Linked DNA regions of Mus musculus: all the other regions are linked to region 5. A link is a contact called in public Hi-C, HiCAR-type and promoter capture Hi-C data. All regions are on one chromosome and are shown on one strand. The core of a region is the stretch at or near the end of the contact, and the rest is flanking DNA. Distances in the headings are between cores, read along the strand shown. Region 1 holds the start of Fancb (Fanconi anemia, complementation group B). Region 2 holds the start of Rbbp7 (retinoblastoma binding protein 7, chromatin remodeling factor). Region 3 holds the start of Syap1 (synapse associated protein 1). Region 4 holds the start of Txlng (taxilin gamma). Region 5 holds the start of Zrsr2 (zinc finger (CCCH type), RNA binding motif and serine/arginine rich 2).

The links. Promoter capture Hi-C pulls out the DNA fragments that hold promoters and counts their contacts. A called contact is a pair of places that touch in the nucleus more often than the background predicts. HiCAR-type assays count read pairs that join an accessible place to other places. Capture Hi-C pulls out chosen DNA fragments and counts their contacts.
Region 1: a contact with region 5 is called in a Hi-C map of CD8 T cells, with 6 times the contacts expected there. The contact joins the promoter of Fancb here to the promoter of Zrsr2 in region 5. A contact is called at or near these places in 2 of 39 promoter capture datasets (erythroid cells and liver) and 1 of 484 Hi-C or Micro-C datasets (CD8 T cells).
Region 2: a promoter capture Hi-C map of pre-B cells shows a contact between it and region 5. The contact joins the promoter of Rbbp7 here to the promoter of Zrsr2 in region 5. A contact is called at or near these places in 6 of 39 promoter capture datasets (the C10 cell line, cranial neural crest, hippocampal neurons and 3 more), 4 of 484 Hi-C or Micro-C datasets (CD4 T cells, Th1 cells, cardiomyocytes and 1 more), 6 of 115 datasets of contacts at active chromatin or transcription factors (the 230-238 cell line, astrocytes, embryonic stem cells and 2 more) and 2 of 9 other capture datasets (adipose tissue and liver).
Region 3: a promoter capture Hi-C map of liver shows a contact between it and region 5, with 6 times the contacts expected there. The contact joins the promoter of Syap1 here to the promoter of Zrsr2 in region 5. A contact is called at or near these places in 10 of 39 promoter capture datasets (the C10 cell line, the HPC-7 cell line, cranial neural crest and 7 more), 4 of 484 Hi-C or Micro-C datasets (B cells, CD4 T cells, CD8 T cells and 1 more), 15 of 115 datasets of contacts at active chromatin or transcription factors (astrocytes, cardiomyocytes, differentiating embryonic stem cells and 10 more) and 3 of 9 other capture datasets (adipose tissue, liver and pancreatic islet).
Region 4: a HiCAR-type map of astrocytes shows a contact between it and region 5, with 6 times the contacts expected there. The contact joins the promoter of Txlng here to the promoter of Zrsr2 in region 5. A contact is called at or near these places in 3 of 39 promoter capture datasets (embryonic stem cells, frontonasal cranial neural crest and pre-B cells), 1 of 484 Hi-C or Micro-C datasets (CD4 T cells), 13 of 115 datasets of contacts at active chromatin or transcription factors (the 230-238 cell line, astrocytes, embryonic forebrain and 7 more) and 2 of 9 other capture datasets (adipose tissue and liver).

The regions. Positions count from the first base shown.
Region 1 is chrX:164,979,317-164,983,169 of GRCm38.p6, reverse strand. Fancb (Fanconi anemia, complementation group B) reads right to left here and starts at 2,578. Exons shown (of 9, transcript NM_001146081.1): 1 at 2,360-2,578; 2 at 1-733. The coding sequence starts at 646. It overlaps Mospd2 (motile sperm domain containing 2), which reads left to right and starts at 2,795. Exons shown (of 15, transcript NM_029730.4): 1 at 2,795-2,955; 2 at 3,107-3,176. The coding sequence starts at 2,947.
Region 2 is chrX:162,758,153-162,761,900 of GRCm38.p6, reverse strand. It overlaps Rbbp7 (retinoblastoma binding protein 7, chromatin remodeling factor), which reads right to left and starts at 1,529. Exons shown (of 12, transcript NM_009031.3): 1 at 1,194-1,529; 2 at 182-326. The coding sequence starts at 1,209.
Region 3 is chrX:162,886,406-162,890,529 of GRCm38.p6, reverse strand. Syap1 (synapse associated protein 1) reads left to right here and starts at 2,068. Exons shown (of 9, transcript NM_025932.2): 1 at 2,068-2,461. The coding sequence starts at 2,245.
Region 4 is chrX:162,827,471-162,831,404 of GRCm38.p6, reverse strand. It overlaps Txlng (taxilin gamma), which reads left to right and starts at 1,951. Exons shown (of 10, transcript NM_178935.5): 1 at 1,951-2,166. The coding sequence starts at 2,065.
Region 5 is chrX:163,957,188-163,961,151 of GRCm38.p6, reverse strand. Zrsr2 (zinc finger (CCCH type), RNA binding motif and serine/arginine rich 2) reads left to right here and starts at 2,486. Exons shown (of 11, transcript NM_009453.3): 1 at 2,486-2,878; 2 at 3,157-3,236. The coding sequence starts at 2,826. Gm38561 (a long non-coding RNA gene) reads right to left here and starts at 2,411. Exons shown (of 4, transcript XR_878297.3): 1 at 2,307-2,411.

The DNA.
Region 1 (3,853 bases), core at 1,329-3,828, 1.0 Mb before region 5:
TTTCTTGACTTTTAAGAGCATATGCGCAAAGGCTGGAATTGGAAAATTCATAGTCTGATTCTGAAAGCTTCTGGGTACATTTATCCTCAGATGGTTCTGCTAGCCCCAAGAAACCTAGGCCAAAGTTTTCAATCTCACCGATCCACTCAATAGAGGAAAGCATAAGTGATATAGTAGTAACTTTCCCAATTGCAGAAGAGATATAGAAGAACTGGTTGAGATACTGCCAGAAAACTATAGGGCCGTCAAAGATCTTTGTGTTCTCATCCAATGCATGGTTTAGTTCAAAACTCAAAAGTCTCTCCACTCTGTTGAGATTGTGAAGAAGCAGGATACAATATTTGAAAGCTTCACTATTGTACTTTCTACATTGTATCAAAACGCAAGGAAGGTTAATTCTAGTTCTCAAATCGGACACACAGTTACAACACAGAATTTTTAAATGAGAATCTTTTTCGTTGATGTTTAAAAAAACAGTGGATATCAGAAGGAATGTACTAGTTTCTCTGTCAAACATCATCCTTTTGACACCTAAGACCAGTGGATCTGTAGGCATTTCTAAATCTGCACGCTCTCCTCTGGACAACTGAAAGACAAGGATTTCCCCATGATAGCACAAGAACTTTGCTTGCTCATTAAATGGCATTGCTTGTTTGCCGGCCACTCTAATGCATCAAGTCTCTGTGTTGATCCAGTTCCAACTGCAAATGGATTCCAGTTGAGGCCTTTAATCCTAAAGAAAAAAAAAAGAGAGAGAGAGAGAGACTGAAGAGAACAGATACAGAACAAAACAAATGTTGTTAGAAACTTATTTATCACAAGCTAGCTAATAGATCTTAGATGTTCTCTTTAAAGTACCTTCTGTCAGAGAACTGGGGAAAAGTGCTTAGCTGTGAATGCCTGAACAAGTGGGAGGAGCAGAGTTCACTAGGGAAAAAAACAAACAAACAAACAAACAAACAAACGAAAAAAGAAAACAACCCTGATACAGTGATGTGCCCTGCAATCAGTGCATTCCTTTCTTGAGATGGGAGACCCTCCTGAAAGCCCACAGGAATTATAAAGCTGCAATATGCAAAGCAGCAGCAGAAACTAGAAAGACTGCCTCAGCAGAGTAGAAGGTAAGAACAACTCCAGAAAACTATCCTGTGACATTCATCTGTGTACCACGCCCGCGAGAGCACGCACACACACACTCGAGCACCCCCCACACACACACATGGGTATAATGAACAAGTAATTTATGAAACAGATGACTACAGATTTTAACCCAGCAATGAACTGAACTGTGTTTCTTTGGCAACTGCATTTCCAACCTGACCCCATATGAAACAATACTACAACCGGGAAATATATACTGCACTCCTATTTGCAACATAAAAATTAAGAACTTGAATGATTACCATTAAGAAAATAAACAGATGGAATATCACACTACAGTTAAAAGGAATGTAATCCTTACCATGATGGTTGACTTTTAGTAAAGAATATGGGTATCAAAGTAGGGAAGTGGGAGTCTAGGGGAGCTCGGAGTTACTCAAATATTTTTATGAAAGTTTTCAAACAAACTTTAAACAATGTGTTCAAATTTTCCCATAAAAACAAATATTGAAAACGCTTTGGGAAAAGATGTTAACTGCCTTTTTAAGGTCAACCAGCTACAGACTAGGTAAAACGTGGGTTGTCCTTTTTGGCAGAGGGGCAGGGCTGCTGAGGCTGGAACTTGAGGTCTCCAGCATGTGCTGGACCTGTGATCGACATCCCCAGTGCCTGGGAAAACGTTTTCTCTAATTGCCAGTACAAGTAGTCTTCAGTGTTGGTCAGTTTTTAAGAAAGGCAGCATTGTTATGTTCAACTAAGCCACCAAAGCTAATAGTTTGTTGTAGTACTTTATAAATCTAAGCTTTCACCAGTCTCGGCAATGTTTGCATTTCACCCTGGATAAGTATTGCGACCTGTCCTGCAAGCTTGGCAGCATCGTTGGCTTCTCCCCATTAGAAATCAGCTACACTCCCATTCTAGAGCGGTGACACCCACAAATGTCACTTACATGGCAGGAACAAGAGTCTACCCCCACCTCGTTAAGAACAAGTAACTCAAAATAACATCTTTCCTTTTAACTTTCTATAACCACTTAACTCAGAGTTCAAAGACGGTTGCCTTGTGAGCGTCTCCCAGTCCACAACTGTGGTGGTTATACCTGTAACCAGGATCAGAGAGACTGACACAGAAAACTCATGTCTGAGAAGGGAGGCCAACCTAGGCTACAGACCAAGTTGCCAGCACTATAAAGCCAGACACCACAGCCAAAAGAAAAGAACCTTAACAGAAATAATCGCCGAATATAGCGAATACTCACAATGCAAGTTATCTGCGAGCGGTCAGGAGAAAACCAAACCAAACCAAAACCAGTTCTCCAAGGCTGCCAAATTGCCACGTTCCAGTTGCACCAAAGGACTCCAAACCTCCCGCCCGCGCATTGCACGCTGGGACAACCGGCCCAATAGTTGCCTGAACAACTCAGGCGGCAAAGCCTGCAGGAGGTGGTAGCCAGAGGGGACCTGGGAGGGGCGGAGCCTCCGAGGGCTGGAAGCAAATGGCCAGCTGAGCTGTAGGGGCTGAGCTTCAGGGAAAAGCATCAGAGTGCTCCAGGCTACTTGGGGCGGGACACCGGTGCCAGGAGGTCGTCGGAAGGCGGGGTTTCTCCTTTAGAGAAGCAAGTGGGAGCCCAGCAGAGCACTTATTCCCGCCTCTACCCCGGACAACACTATGGGATTGGACAGTGTGGAGGCACTTCCTTCTACGTTCCGGTGTCACGCGACCCCCTCCCCCCCTCCCTCCCTTCTTGATCTACCTTTGGGCTGGGCTGGCTGGTGATGAGACACTTGGCTGCAGGCTGTGGAAGGAGCGACGGGTACAACCACAATAGGTTCCGCGACTGTGACCATGGCCGAGGTGAGCAGCACCTCATCGCTGCCTGGGCCGTGAGCCTGGAAGACAGCTTCCAGGCCCAGGGCCCGTGCGCTCCGGTGCAGGTGAGCTGTGTTGGGAGTGATCTGGGTAAGGACCGAGAGCATCTTAAGGTTTTGTTGTGTCTCCTATCCAGAATAACGCTCAGAATAAAGCCAAGCTAATCTCAGAGACCCGGCGGAGATTCGAAGCTGAGTATGTGACAGGTAAGCATGCTTTCTGTGACTTAAAGTGGGGTGTGCAGTGAGCATATCCAACTTTTACTGGTGTGTTTGTGGGTGTTTTGACGGGAGATGTTAAGAGACCTTTCCAACCTTCACTGGAAAGATGCTGTACATGTTTCAAAGGTTTTGCCATACTGTGTGCGCTGCTTTACTTGGGCAGATGGTGGGCTTCCTTTAAACGGTTAGTGAAAGTTAGAAATCAAAATGCCTAGCATCTCCTTATATCCATGGGCCTCACAGGCTATGAACATATTGGCCAATGACATAGGTGACACTGTTCAGTTCATGGCTCCTTCGCTGGCCTTTCACCAGAAAACGAACCTGGAAACTGCCATTGTACTGTTGCCATATAGTTTGTACATAATTTGGTAATCCAGTTCCTTTTATTTTGCTTAATTCCGCTTCTTAAAACCAAAAGTGCTACGCACAAGTTCTCGCTCCACACTGTACTTAAAAGTTTCTGTAAGTGCAGAACTGGTTTATTGGTTGAATAATCTGGTCACTGTCATAGAATCTTGTCAAGTACTTAATCTGCTGACTTAGTGCTTGTACATTGTTTTTAAACATTTGGAATAAGTTGCCTTGATTGATACTAATGTAGCCCCCTTCCACAAAATAGCTTACTTCCATGTTCCGAGTTCCTGTTTCCATATCTATGA
Region 2 (3,748 bases), core at 280-2,779, 1.2 Mb after region 5:
CTCCTCTCAACACACCTCTACGATAGAAACCATCTTAAGTTTTGAACAACCACTTGCCGCCTCACCCTCGGCCTAACCAATTAGGTATTTATGTTCTGTGTGTAAAATAACATTAACAATACCTAGAAATTTAACATGGTACTTAAATCTACACAAAATAGAAGTTGGCAGAAACCCTTACTTAGTCACTTCAGGAAGCCACTGAACGGTAAGACTGGGCCACTGAAGAGCATGGGTCATAACCAGGTCATACAGAAACGGTGTATTCTTCTTCCAGATTTTATACTCTTCGTTGATGACACGCTCCTCCACAGTATCTTCAAACACTGAAATTTGGAGAAAGCCCACAATTAAGTGGCTGAGAAGGCTCGGAGTCAAAGGCATGGCTACGGATCCTGGAGGTCACCTCGAGACGGCCACACCTTATCTATTCTTTCCTTTTACCTATCCTGCTCACACGAACTGCTCTCCCACAAAGTGAGAAGATCAACATCAGGAAGCGTTTTCGCCTCCACTTCCAAGATCGGGATTCCGGCGCTTACCCGAATTGGGTCATTAATTGCCCTACCACCGAGCTCGTCAGCCTTTTTATAGCCGCTCGCACCTGTTCTACGATGATCCGCATTGTAAACCGGTGCCCCGACCCACTCGAATAGATCCAATCCACGTGGAACAGCAGCAGCCCACAGGCCTGCTCCCTCCACCCCCCACCCTCGCAGGAGGCCCCAGCTCCCCACCAAGCCACGATCGGCAGCCATAGTCCGGCGGGATCCAGCTCCTCCCCCCCCTCCCGACACGGACACGGGCCGCGACCCCAGACGGACGACGACCACGCGCACGGAAGAATCCGCGCCCGCCGCTGACTTCTCGGGCCGCGAGCGCCTGCGCCCCCGAGCCAAGGGCGTCGGAGGGAGCTAGGCCGCGGGGTGGGGGTGGGGGTGGGGGAAGGGGGGCCTCTCTCTCGGCCCCCGCGCCCGGCTCCGGAAATGCTCCCGGCCCTCGGCGGCGACCAGGCCCCGTGTCGCGCAGGCCCCCTTGCAGGCGCGCGGCGAGTCTCGCGCCCAGCCCCGCCCCCTGCTCCTCACGCCAATTCGCGCCTTTCGTCAGCGCGTGCCGAGGCCTCGGGAGCCCGCCAGCCCCCCGGAGTCCCGGCGCCCGCACGCCCGCCCGCCCCACAGGGCAGGCATCCTTACTCTCTTTACTCGCCATCTTGCGTCGGGTCGTTTCGCCCCCCTTGGCCGCCTCGGACTTCTCTCTCGCTAGTCAAGAGCAGCCCGGCAGGCGCTCCTTGCCTCTCCCAGGCACGTCACGCAGTCCTCGCTCGGAAAAGCCTGAGTTCGGTCTGGCCGTCTGGGTTCTCCCCCCAGACGCCGCGATCTCCTCTTCTGCCTCCTCCCCGCTGGCGGGTAGCGAGGTCTGAGCCGCTCTCCTCTCTCTCCCTCTCGCCAAACTTGGAACGAGACTTTTCAACCCGCGCCTCTCAGCCCGCCCAGGCAGCTGAGCGCAGGCGCAGCCGCCCTGGGAAATTGGAGAGGCGGAGAAGAGGCGGGCCTGGGAGCCAACGGCTCGGCGGCTTGGACCAATAGCGTGCGACGGGAGGGTCTGACGCGCTCTCCGGGGGTGGGCTTCTCGAGAGTGGGTGGGGCGTTCCGCGGCAGGAAGTCGGCGAGGCGCAGGCGCGAGGCGTCACTCCCCAGGCTGGCCGCGGGGGCGGCTGGGCCCGCGCGGGGGTGGGGCGGATGCGAGCGCGGTGTGCAGGCTGCGCGGGGGCTGCGAGCCCCAGGGCCAAGAAGCCTGGGGCCCGCGGGGCGTGGTTGCTTAAAGCAGCAGCCGCGGCGGCGGCGGCGGCGGCGGGGGTGTGCGAGGGGGGCAGGGAAGCTGCAGCCGCCTTAGCAAAGCAAAATCTCAGAGCCAGTGAGGAAAATGGTTTCCTGGTCTCGAGAGATTACACTGCCCGCAAAGTCTCCCAGATAATCACGGCCACGCAGTTTTCTGCACCCCTCAAAGGCTCCCCCATTCAACTGTATCGAGGGCCCAGTCGAGCTCTGGTGACATTTGTCATAAGCGAAAGGGACCTTTAGGAGAGACCTTGGGCGGGTTTTTCTTTTTTCTCCCAGAAGCTGGGCAGACCTTTATTTAAGGCCTGCGATGGCGCAGGCCTTCAATCCGCCCCTCGTCGAAAGTTGACTTAAATGACTTTTTGTATGTTCACCTTTGTGCGTCCTTAACCTACTGGTTCTTTAGCTTCCTGCTGCTGCAGGGGATTTTGTGCCTGCCACTGCTTCCCTATCTCAGTTCCTGCCTAGGCCCCTGCTGAGTCATTCTTGTCACCTGAAGGGGTCCCATTTTGACCCTGCAGCTGGCTGCTGAACTGGAGAGAGCTGGGCTGGGCTAATCTAGGCCTGCATACCTGAGCTCTGCATTTCTCTGAAGCTTTTTAGCCTTGGGGGGGGGGGTGAAGAGAAAGCCACATGATCCCAGGGAGAAAAAGAGGGCCAGAGCAGAGGGGCCCAGGCGCCTACGCTTAAAGGGAACCACAGTCTACATCTAAACTCAGAGGCTCTCCTTGCAGAAACACCCCCGGAACATTTGTTCCCTTGATAGCTTTCCAAGTGCCTTCATGCTTAAACGCAACCATGCAGAGGCCTCGAGGATGCTCTCTTTTCTGATCGAGAAACCAACTCAGACGTTACTCTAGTATGTGACAGAAACAGTCACGTTCCCTTATATAGAAATTTACTGTCTTGGGTCTCTTGTTTTCCCATGTGGTACAATTCATTATTATAACGCCCTCCCTCCATGTCAGCTCCAAGAATCTTGCTGGTGACTAACGCTGAAGAGGTGGCTGGAGGCGGGAGGGGGGCGGTTAGAAGAGTGGAGTAGCATGGGTCCTCCGAGTTCTAGAACACTGGTGGTCAAACTTTTTTTTTTTGACAGGGGTCAGGCAGCCTTCGGTGTTGTAACACAACAGCCATAGAAAATATGGATAAGCCTGGCCATCTTCCAGCAAAACTATAGACACTGAAATCTGAACTCTGTGTACTTTTCACAGGTCACAAAATATTCTCTCTCTGTGTTTTTTTTTTCAATCACTTGGAAATGAAAAAAATCATGCTTTGCTTCAGGGCCATGCAAAAGCCCCTTGGTGGGCGAGATTTAAAGGACTGGAGCTTGTCCACCTTGTTCTAGAATAATTGTGTCCTACAGCTCTGCTTCAGCAGGAACTATGTGTACTCAGAGAAGACTTGAGAGGTGATTTCCTGTCAGTAATATAATTTGCTCATTTTGATGAGTAGTTATGATTTCTAAAATAAACGTTTAAAGGACTGAGCGAACCTGGTGTGTAATCCCAGTCCGTGGAAACTGGAGGTAGGTAGGTAGGAGGATCTTTGTTCAAAAGCCAGCCTGGAATGCCTAGGAACCTTGTCACAAAAAACAAGTAACTCTTCCCAGACAATATGAATTTAGTTTAAACTGTGTACACACAGAGGTGGGGGGGGGGTCGAGTAGAGGACGAGTGTGTGTGTGTGTGTGTGTGTGTGTGTGTGTGTGTGTGTGTTAGTCAGTCCTGGATATCTAATCCAGGGCCTTGCACATGGTAGGCAAATGTGCTTCACCTGAGTTTCCCAGCTAACTAAATTCTTTTATTTGGGGGGGGGGGGGCTGTTCCAAGACAGGGCTTCTCTATGTAGCCCTGGCTGTCCTGGAACTCACTCTGTAGACCAGGCTGGCCTCGAACTCAGAAATT
Region 3 (4,124 bases), core at 819-3,318, 1.1 Mb after region 5:
GGCAGCGAGTTTGATTCCCAGAATCAGATAAGAAAGGCTTGGTGAGTGTGGTAGAGAATCCAAGACAAGGCCAGCCTGATTACTTGAGACCCTATATTTAAAAGAAAAAAAGAAAAACCCTCACTGTGTAACCCTAGCTGTACTATATAGGTGAGGCTGGCCTTGAACTCAGATCTGACTGCCTCTGCCACCCAAGTGTTGGGATTAAAAGTGTGTGCCACTGTGCTAGGCTTTGAGACCCTGTCTTTAAATGAGTATTCGAGGGTTTTCTTATTTTAATCTTTTTTAAGATTTATTTATTTATTTATTTATTTATTATATGTAAGTATACTTCAGCTATCTTCAAACATACCAGAAGAGGGCATCTGATCTCATTACAGATGGTTGTGAGCCACAATGTGGTTGCTGGGATTTGAACTCAGGACCTTTGGAACAGCAGTCAGTGCTCTTAACCGCTGAGCCATCTCTCCAGCCCTATTTTAATCTTTATTATGCTTTATTTAGTGTGTGGGGTTTGGGGAGAACACAATGCACACTGATACAGACAAGAGAACAAGTTTCAGGAGTGGGCTATTTTCTTCTGCCATGTGGAGATCAGGGCTGAGCACGTAAACTACCAGGGTTTTAAATTCTAAGTGCCACTCATTTGGTTGTTTGGGAAAGGGTCTCATGTAGCTCTGGCTTGTGTTGAACTCAAGATCCTCCTGCCTCAGCTTCCTGAATGCTGAGAATACAAGCATGTATCACCCCATTCAGCCAGGTCTATTCCATATGTGTGCGCATGATTTGCTGTGTTGGGCATGTGTTTTAGCAGTCTACCACTGACTGAGCTTCAGTCCCAGTAAGTTCTCTAAGCTATTGTGTGAAATACTTTAAATTTTATTTATGGTATAGGTAGTCACAGAGCCTGTGTAGAGATCAGAGGACAGAGAACCTGCAAGGGTCAGTTTTATCAGATAGGTACCAGGAATCAAACTCAGGTTGCCAAACTTGGTGGCAAGTACCTTTACCTGCTAATCCATTTTACCTACCCACTGTAAACCAATTTTTAATCTATAAGTACCCCACCCCAACTTCTTCCTTACAATTAATTTCCTTTCTTTCTTTCTTTCTTTTTTTTTTTTTTTTTTTTTTGGTATTTTGAGACAGGGTTTTTCTGGCTGTCCTGGAACTCACTTTGTGGACCAGGCTGGCCTCGAACTCAGAAATCCTCCTGCCTCTGCCTCCCGAGGGCTGGGATTAAAGGCATGTGCCACCACGCTCAGCTGATTTCCTTCCTTTTTTCCTTTAGGTTTTTTTTTTTTTTTAATGTTCTGCTCTTGACACAAGAACTTAGGTAGCCCAGGCTGGCCTAAATCACTATGCATTACTCCCAGCTTTGGGTTAAACTCAGGAGGAGGCTTGAGGCCTCCTTTTCCAAGGGTGGGGGTGTAACCCGGTCCAGCTGGCCCTAAAAAAGGAGGCTGTCATCTCGAGGTAATCACAAAGTGAGACCAGGTAGGAGAGCCCCCAAAGATGCCAACCACACACCTATAAAGCTGGGGAAAATAAGCCGGGCGTGGTGGCGCACGCCTTTAATCCCAGCACTTGGGAGGCAGAGGCAGGCGGATTTCTGAGTTCGAGGACAGCCTGGTCTACAAAGTGAGTTCCAGGACAGCCAGGGCTACACAGAGAAACCCTGTCTTGAAAAAGCCAAAAACAAAACAAAACAAACAAACAAACAAAAAACAAAGCTGGGGAAAATAGAAAAGTGGGTAGAGAGCAAGAAGAGCTCAGCGGAGAAAACCCTTTTGGCCCTTAGCCTCTTTTCCAAAAGCAGGGGGAGGCGGGGAGGCGGGGAGGCGGGGAGGCGGGGAGGCGGGGAGGCGGGGAGGCGGGGAGGCGGGGAGGCGGGGAGGCGGGGAGGCGGGGAGGCGGGGAGGCGGGGAGGCGGGGAGGCGGGGAGGCGGGGAGGCGGGGAGGCGGGGAGGCGGGGAGGCGGGGAGGCGGGGAGGCGGGGAGGCGGGGAGGCGGGGAGGCGGGGAGGCGGGGAGTCGATGCAGAGGGGGCGGAGCCTTAGCCGGACATGACGCATGCGCGGCCAGCTGAGCCGCCGTCAGAGAGGGTGGGCCAAGCTTCGGGAGGTCTCCGGTTCCGGTCAGTCTCCCTCGAAGACCAGCGGAGTCGGATCAGCCAGTGGTTAAGGGTGCCAGGGCTCTTGGGCGAGGGGACCGCGGCAGAGGCGGCGGTGACCCCGCGGGCGGGATGTTCGGAGGGTTGAGCAGTTGGCTGGGCTTGAAGCCGCCCGAGGGGGCGGCGGCGGAGGGAGAAGAGCCTCCCAGCCGGGACGGGGACAAGCTGTCCGCGGGAGCCGCGCCTTCTGAGGAGAGCCCCGAGCGGCCCGTGGAGCCCACTGAGGAGCAGCAGCAGCAGCCGCCGACGGAGGACCCACAGTTCCTCCACCAGGCCAAAGGCCTTGGCAGTGAGTTCTCTCTGGGACCTGAGAGTGGACTGGGAGGGGACGCGGGGATGTTGATGTACGAGGAGGGGGACGGTCCTCTCTGACATGGGCTAGTTGGCTAAGGAGCTGGACAACGCCAAAGTTCACCAAGCAGTCACTTCATCTCCTCGACGTGCCTAAGGACTTGTCGCTTTCCTGCAAAGTTTGTAAACTTGGGAAGCCGGAAAGCGATCAGTGTGCTGCTGTCTTCAGGGTTTTGACAAGGAATTCGGTTTGTTCAACTTGAAAACGTTCATTTGAATCTCCAACTCTGACTCCCAGCTAGAATTGGTTTAGAAAAATGCCTTTTGTCCCAAGAAAGGACTGAAAGGTATTGTCTAAAGTAACTTCGTTAAGTTACTCGAGCCGTGGTGGTGGCTCACGCCTTTAATCCCAGTACTCAGGAGACAGAGGCAGGCAGATTTCTGAGTTCGAGGCCAGCCTGGTCTACAGAGTGAGTTCCAGGACAGCCAGGGCTATACAGAGAAACCCTGTCCAAAAAAAAAGTTACTCGAGCCATAGTCATTCATGCCTTCTTTTGATTTTTTTGAAGCAGGGTCTCAATCAGCCCTAGATGGTTTCGAACTTGCCATAAAGTCAAGGATGACCTTGATCCTCTCACCTCTGCTTCCCTGTCGCTTCGCGATCAGTATTTTTTTTTCTTTTCCCCTTTCAGCAGGACCTTTTTCCCTTAAGGTGGGAAAGAAGGTGCCAATTGTCTGCTATACTCAAGTTCCAGTGCTAGATCTTTGGTGAATAATAAATCCCTCATTTCATCTATTCACAATCCCCAAGGGGTTGGGGAAACAAGTCCAGCGTTTTACTGATAGTAGTACAAGTAGATTTTGAGCCAAAAATCTACCTGATTTCACTTTCCAATTTTATTATCCAGTTGAACAAACAGTAGTTCTTAAGAATATAAATACCTGCTGTATTAATTCTCGAGAGACTTTGGCAGGCTTACATAGTTAAAGAATGTGATTTGGGGGGAGGTGGGCCCTAAGCAGAAGTAAACATAAGAGAATTGCAACAAAAATATCTACTAAATTTTGTGAGGCTTTTTGTTCTTTTTGAGATAGCCAAAGCTGGCTTCAAATTCATATGGCCAAGGCTGGCCTTGAACCCAGCCCTCCTTCCTCTCTCCCGATTACTGGAGCTCACCACCACACAGCCACGAAATTTTGAAAGTTTTAAGGACTTATCAAGTCAATTAAGGGTGTCAAAGAACAAAGACGCACAGACTTCAGCAGGAAAGGTCCTATTGTTCAAAATGTTTGACTGTAAGTTAGAGGCATAGGGGAAATAGCCACAGTATCAAATTTTAACAGTACATTATCTCAGCCAAGACTCCCGAAGACTGGACAAGGAAAATAAAACTTAGTGTGATACCATGAAATCACTAGAAAAAGAGGATGACTATTTGCAGCTTAGAAAATTGGGAAAGAGTAGATTTGGAATATTTAAGGAATGTGAGAAGGGTTCACTGGAGCAGAGGTTGTAGTGTAGTTGGGATAGATTAACGTGGGATAAAAGTCAAGTATGGTGGTGACATAGGCCTGTAACCCCAGTATTTTGGGGTCTTAGGAAGATCAGCAGCAGTTCAAGGCCACATGAGACAAAAAACAAAAAAGCTGGCCAGGTGATA
Region 4 (3,934 bases), core at 702-3,201, 1.1 Mb after region 5:
GTTGGCATACTAAACAATCAGAAGTAACTATACTCTCAAATCTCCTGAAAAAATTAACATATTGAGGAGCAATTTTCTTTTCTTTCTCCCTTTTTTTCCCTTTTGTTTTTTTGAAATAGGGTTTTTCTATGTAGTCCAGCTGTCCTGTTATACACCAGTGCCAGGCTTCTTTTCTTTTCTTTCTTTCCTTTTTTTTTTTTTTTTTTTTTTTGAGACGGGGTTATGTAATACTGGCTGGGCCTGAAACTCATTAAGTAGGCCAGACTAGCCTCAAACTCACAGAGATGCACCTGTCTCTGTCTCCTGCATGGGGGTCTCCAAAGGTTGCAACACCACAGCAGGTTAAGGAGTAATTTTCTGACATCTGTTATAAACGTATGAACTGTAAATGAGATTTTCTTTCTAAGTCCAAAAAAACCCCCAAAACTTTGGGCTGGAGAGCACTGACTGCTCTTCCAGATATCCAGATTTCAATTCCTAGCAACTACATGGTAGCTCACAACCATCTGTAATAAGATCTGATGTCCTTCTGGTGTGTCTGAAGACAGCTACAGTGTACATATTTGTTATTATAAATAAATTTTAAAAAGAAGACAGCTACAGGGTACTCATCATATATAATAAGTAAATAAATAAATAAATAAATAAAATCTTAAAAATTTTTTTTCAGCATGGCTGGGTGTGGTTGCACACGCCTTTAATCCCAGCATTTGGGAGGTAGAGGCAGGTGGATTTCTGAGTTCAAGGCCAGCCTGGTCTACAGAGTGACTTCCAGGACAGTCAGAGCTACACAGAGAAACCCTGTCTCAAAAAAACCAAAAAAAAAAAAAAAAAAAAAAAAAAAAAAGAATTTCTTCAACTGAACTGAGCTGGAGTGTAGTTCAGTGGTTGAGTGCAGGTGTTGTATGTATGAGATCCGTGGTTTGATAATGAGCACCACAAAAAAAAAAAATAACAATAAAACCCCCAAACAACATTAATAACAAAACCAACCCTATTTTCTCCTAAGAATTTGCTCATTTGAAATTTTCAGTCCCTCAAGTTATTTAAGTTTTGGCTCCTGGTATCACTGTTTTGTGTTCAACTGTAGGAAAGTATATTTGTACAGATTTTCATAGTGAATTATTTCAATTCCGGATTTTGTGATGGTCAGTGACTTCTAGACACTAGGCCACTAAGGATCTGGTTCCATTAAATAGAAAACAGGGGATATTTCTGAGTGACCTTCTCTAACATATCAAGAAAAAAATAACTGTTTTAGTAAACAGAGTTCGTGATATTTTTAATTAGCAAAACATATGGTGCAAAAAGCAAGACATTTTAAATACGAATTAATCTTGAACTAACATGGAGAACTGTACTTGAAGCCAGATCAGTTGGGCAAAGGTGAATAGGCTTCCAGCCCAAAGGAACTCTGGACAGTTAAACCTTGGGGAGAACTCTGGTAGAGAGGCTGTACTCTGGGCAAGTGTCCAATGTTCCAAATTCTGAGACTGCATCTCCCACCTCGAAAATAGCGAAGTTAAAAGAGTCTCTTATTCTCAAATTATACTTGCACAATTATGAAGAAGAGCAAAAAAAGCAAAACCACAAAGAAGTGTCTCTGATTCTATTCCTTCTCAAACTCTGGAAGATTTTAAAACTTTTCTTGTAGGTTAATAACGACTACTTTCCGGTACCGCGACATTGCCGCTCAGAGACTACAAGCCCCAGAAGGCTGCACACTCAGCACAGCGGGTACTCTTCCCCCAGGACGCTCCTATCCGGATTCATGGCTGGACGCCGGGGCCGCACATTCTTCTGGGACTCGTAGTCTACTCCCTTTCCCGGTCCGCGCAGACTCCAGCGGCCTCTGTCTGCCCTTCGGCCCTAACAGAAGCCCAGCCCAAAATTTTACGCTCCCCACCCCCAACAAACTGCCTTTCCTCAGGAGCCAACCTCCTCCGGTCACGTGAGAAGACTCTCACGCTACGATTGGTTGGGGTGTAAAGGGGGCGGGGCTGAAGCCCCTGAGAGGTTCCGTGCCCCTGGTCCAGCCGCTTGTTTGGCTGCTGCCGTCACCTCATGGCGACTCGGCTTGAGGAGGTAACGCGAGGAAGAGGCGGCGGTACTGAGGAGGCTAGTGAGGGCGGACGGGGCGGACGGCGACGTAGCCCCCCGCAGAAGGTCAGTGGAGGGGACGCCTTCGTTGTGGTTGGGTCGCGGGGATGATTGGGTTACCCTTTTTGGGGTTCACCTCTTCACTTACCCCTTTACCTTTAGCTACGGGACGAACATCCGGCCCGTTCCCCCTTTTCCTTCAGAAGAGTGACGATAGTTGGGGAGCAGGTGCGGGGTGGTTGTGACTGAAATGGATCTGGTGAGAAGGGACGGTGGTTGGGACTTGGGGACACTACGCCTAGTAGGGGGCTGAGGGAGGACATGGTGGACCCCGGTCTGAGAGGGTGAAGGGGTGCTAGGCAGGGGCGCTCCAGGTGTGACAGCCACGTGCGGCGGGTGCTGCCCCGGGTGTTGAGTCTTCAGCCTGTGTGGTCACCGGGCACTGGGACTCCGCTGCCCAAGGAGGTGACGGGGTGGGGGTGGGGGCTTATCGGGGTACGGGGTAGCCCTCTCCGTGTTGGGCAGGTGCGTAGGGCGCGCGCTGCGGGGTGCTCCCCGGCCTCAGAGCTGAGGCTGTTGCGCAGTAAGATAACAGCGCAGAAGCCGGGGCTGCCTTTCGCCCCTTCCCCCCTTCCCCTTGCCCCCCCGCGGTCCCCCGCGACACTGCGCGGGTGGCTACGCGGGGGACGCCGCGGGGCTCCCGGGATCCACAACGGGGCTTGGTCTCTGGGCATCATGGACCTGCCTTGAGTGTGAGGCTGGGGATGAGGTGGTGATGCTGGGGAACCAGCATCATCTTCTGATAGCTGTCTCCGGCTTCCTGCCACTACCCTCTGTTTCTTTTCTTTCTTTTTAATTTGATAAGTGGAAACTTGAGTTTCCTCCTGGGCTTCGGTTTTGGTCTTTCTTAATCTAGGAGAAGAGCTGGACTGTTTGTTTCCCCTTGCCTTACTTGACTCACGTCAAGGAGTTTTCAGTGTCTCCCTGGATACAAGAAAATCGAGATCTCTTTCAGAATGGGAGAAATCCACTTGTTCTGGAGCTCAGTGGGTGGAGTTTTGACAATGATTGCACAACGAGTAGGGTACAGGGCTTTCAGGCCCAGGAACCAAGAACTGGGGTGTATGGTATTGAAAAAGTGTAAATTCCATCCCTTTGCCTTGCAGGAGAACATACTGAAACCGCTTGACTTGTTGGACACCCTGCTTGACCACTGAGAGCTATTTAATATTACTTAATTATGTATTTGACTAATCTTAAAAGCCACTCCTGTATGAAGTTACGAAATAATATTTTTCTAATGCGATTCATGAACTTCAAAAGGGAGAACAAAGGTCTGGTTTACATTTGAGCAGTGTCAAGAATTGGCTTTTTGGGGCCTGTTCCTTTTTTCCCTCACTTTTTTTTTTTTTTTTTTGTGAAATCGGTTACCCTGTAGCAGGCTGGCCTCATTTGACTATGTAGCCCAGGCTTGTCTTGAAAGTACCATTTTCCTCTTGCCTTTGTTTCCTGAGTGCTGAGATTACAGCAGTGAGCCACCACTCTGGCCTGGGGTGCTTTATTTCTAAGGTCCGGTATTTTCATGTTCTATTCTGTCTCATAAAAGAGGGACCTACTGCTTGGGACACTGGAAAAGTTGTGGCCCAACAGTTCTTTAGGGATTCAGCACTGTCACTTTGGACATTTATTCCCTGAGGGTGGGGAGCCAAACTCAGTGTTTGATTTCATAGGTTCCCCAGGGGAAACCTCTGATGATAAAAAGCCACTGCAATTGAGGACATAAGTTCCCTTTTATGCCACTGGAATAAGGACAGAAAGTCACTGAATTAGGAAG
Region 5 (3,964 bases), core at 1,237-3,736:
CTGGGATATTTATGAACTTGTCTTAAAGAAAAAAAAAGGCAGCCGGGCAGTGGTGGCACAGGCCTTTAATCCCAGCACTTGGGAGGCAGAGGCAGGGGGATTTCTGAGTTCGAGGCTAGCCTGGTCTACAAAGTGCGTTCCAGGACAGCCAGGGTTATACAGAGAAGCCCTGTCTCGAAAAACAAAAACAAAAACAAAAACAAAAGGCAATGGGGGTGAGGGTGGGAAACAGCTTAAGAGATGGCCCAGCCATTAAGAACACTAGCTGTTCTTCCATAGGACTTGGGTTGGATTCCCTGCACCCAGGGGGCAGTTTATGATCTGTAATTCCACTTCCTGGAGATCTAGCACCCTCTTCTGAGCTCTACAGGAACTGGGTATGCAGGCAAAGCACCCTACACATTAAAAAACCCGAGGCAAAGCATTGGCTGGGAGCAGGGTGAATGGGTAGCCAGCTCAACCTCCGCAGCAGCAGCCTGGGGGTCTGCGTTCCCCAGAGGCAGGGAGCAGAAGGAGACTCCTCAACAAACACAGGGAACCAAGATCCTAGAGGCAGGCTGCAAAAGCCAGGATTAAGAAGAGGGACTAAGCCAGTCCTGGTGGCGCTTACTTTTAACCCCAGCACTCAGGAGCTAGAGGCAGGAGGATCCCTGAGTTCAAGGTTAGCCTGGTCTATAAAGCAAGCTTCAGGACAGTCAGAGCTACAGAGACACTCTAATAAGACAAGACAAGACAAGACAAGACAAGACAAACAACAAAGTAACAACAACAACAATGACAACAACAAACTCAACAAAATCCAGGAACTAAGAGTTCATCAATTGTGACAAAACAAGAAACTTGTGGCCCCAGGTAAGGCTTCTGATAAGCACTGCGGGGGAAGTTGCCGCAGAAGGTGAAGGAGATGTCCACTGATGCCCTTGAGAGCAGAAAGAGCAAAGTGTTAGCATTCTGTCTAAACTCCACCTGCATAGTTACCTGCCAACAGTCAGGTATGCTCCTCCCCACAGTTACCTGGCAACAGCCAGGTAGGCCTGGTCCACTATAAAAGGGGCTGCTTGCCACCTCCTCACTCTCTTGCCTCTTACTCTTGCCTTCTTGTCTCTTGCCCACTTGTTGTTTTTATATTTATTTATTTAATGTGGGAATGCATGCCAAAGAGGACAATGTGTGGGAGTCTGTTCTCTCCTGCTATATAGGTCCTTGGGGATCGAGTTTAGATCCTCAGCATCTTTACCTGCTTAATCATCTGCCAGCCCTATTTTTATTTTCCTCTCTAGTTCCACATCACACCTCACCTAGATGATTGTGATACAGTATTACCTTTTTCTTGTCTTTCTTATTTATTTTATTTTTGTTTGTTTTTCGAGACAGGGTTTCTCTGTATATCCCTGGCTGTCCTGGAACTCACTCTGTAGACAAGGCTAGTCTCGAACTCAGAAATCCACCTGCCTCTGCCTCCCAAGTGCTGGAATTAAAGGCCTGAGCCACCAATTCTTTTTTAATGGAAGTGTCAGGTAGCTCAAGTTGGCCTTGAACTCTCTAAATAGCCAAGGTTGACCTTGAACCCCTGATCCTCTTGCCTTAGTTTCTTAAGTTCTAAGAGTATTGGATTAGGTGTGAACTACCTTGTCCTGCTAATTTAATCCTTTACATTGCAACGTAAAATTTCCCCATTAAAAAAAAACACTCCTGGAGACTGCTATAGTTGTCCAGCTCAACCTCCGCAGCAGCAGCCTGGGGGTCTGCGTTCCCCAGAGGCAGGGAGTAGAAGGAGACTCCTCAACAAACACAGGGAACCAAGATCCTAGAGGCAGGCTGCAAAAGCCAGCCGAGGATTAAGAAGAGGGACATTTTCTCGTTGCATATGTAAATGTTTTTAAAGATTTATTTTATGTATGTCCATTGCGTGTTTGCAGCACAGGATCCCCTGAAACTGGAGTTACAGATGGTTGTGAACTGTCTGGTGGGTGCTGGGAACCAAACTTGTATCTTATGAAATAGTAGTAAAGCTCTCATTACAGTTACAGCTGAGCTCTCTTCTCCAGCCCTCCTCCCCTTTGCACAAAGGCATGGGGTAGCAGCAGCCAATCTCTAGATACCCTTGCCTTGCACTTTTGTTCCAGTAACAAAATTCCCTGCTTCCCAGCACATTCCAGTCAGTTTCACCTCCAGACGCTTTCGGCTTGTTTTTTTTTTCCTCTTTCTCCAAGCACAACTCCAGAGCCAGCCGAACAGATCCCGTTCCCCTGCACTTAACTCCGGTCCCTCTCTGCTTCTCAGGATTAAGAACAAGGGTCACAAACCTGATTCCTTTGGAACCAGAGCCAGCAGGTTTTGCAAAGAGGAAGCGGATTCTTAAACTTCGTCTGGGGCGCTCATGGGTGGAGCCGCGGAGAGAGGCGGGACCTAGAGGCGTCGCCTTGGAATTTAGATGGGAGGGGGCGGAGCTAGGCCTTAACGCCTTGAATTCTGGGCAAGGGGCGGTGCTAAGGCCCCCGCGAGGCCCCGAGGAGCTGGGGCACGAGTTTCCGGGGGTGGAAGATCTCCGGGGGGCGGCTTCGGTGAGGAGACATTTTCTCAGCCCGCGATGCCTGGCTGACTGGCCGAGGGAGGAAAACTCAGGTCTGCCGCGGTGGCTGCGGCGGCCTCTTTGAGGGTCTGTTTTCTCAGGCCGCGGCGCCTGGCTGACCAGCTGCGGGAAGAAAGCCGTCTCCTTCCGTCTTGGGCAGGTACCGGTTGGTGGCCGCGCGGAGTGGGCGACCGAGGACCTGGGTGGCTGCTTCCGCTGAGACCTTGCCGTGGGAGAACACAGCGACAGCAGTATGGAAACGGCGGGGGCTACGGCGGACGCTACGGCGGGGCCGCAGAAACTGAGGTATAGGAAATGACGAGGCGAGGCGACTGGGGCGGGGACGACTATCTCCGGGGCTGTCCCGGGCCGCCCGAGGAGATGGGGGGCGGGGCGCAGGGGGGGAGCGGAAGGAGGGGCGGGGGACGGACGGGGCGACCGGCGCGGGCTAGCCTGCCTTCTTCCTTTGCCTCCGAGCGCTGTCCTAGGCTGGCCCCTGGCCTGAGGGTGCAGAGCCGGGTGTGCGGATGCTCACTCTGTGTGTGCGCGTGCGCGCGCGCGCGCGCGTTTTTTCAATCTTCCAGCCGTAAGAAGTACTTGGCCCTCCGGAAGAAGGAGAGACGTAAGAGGCGACGGCAGGCGCTCGCTCGGCTCAGAGAGGCAGGTAGTTGTTGCTCTGGATGTGGAATTGCTCCCTCTCTTCCTGCTCCGCCCTCCCACGCGGCCTCAGACAGGCTAGGCTGCCCTTACATCCGCCACGTAAATGAGGACGACTCTTAAACTTCTGATCCTCCTGCCTCTGCCTTCGAAGTGTCGGGGTGACAGAGTTTCGGCGACCATGGCACTTTGCAAGTTGATCGGTTCGTGCGTGCTAGGCAAACCACTCTGCCAAGTGAGCTACACCCCCAGCCCATGCAGCTGCTTCCCTCGATTTCCTGCCCAGCTCATCTCTGCAGCTAGCCACCACACCACTTAAAAATGGCCCGCACGTGACAGAACCCGATATTCTAAGTGGTAGAGCTATACATTTAGTAGATTCATAAAATTAGATGTTTATAAGATGACCAAGCACTTACAAATGCAGGCAAGAGGGTTGAGCTCCCACAGCAGTGCTAGGTTAAGGTGATGGCCAGCCTTACCACCGGAGACTGTGGAACAGTACTTGAGAACTAGTTCAGGAGAGGCAGGCTCCAACATCAAGGATGAAAACAAAAAGGAACAGTAAGCTGTTGTGTTACTGATGACAAAACCCTCCTGCTTTAAGTCTGAAGCTAATCTGCTACAATTTCCTAAGCTCATGTCAGTTATCCCCTCCCACTTGTCTCAACTGGCATTCTTTTTTTCCCCCTTCAAATTTAAACTTTGAATAGAAGGTATAAACTTTTCTTCCAT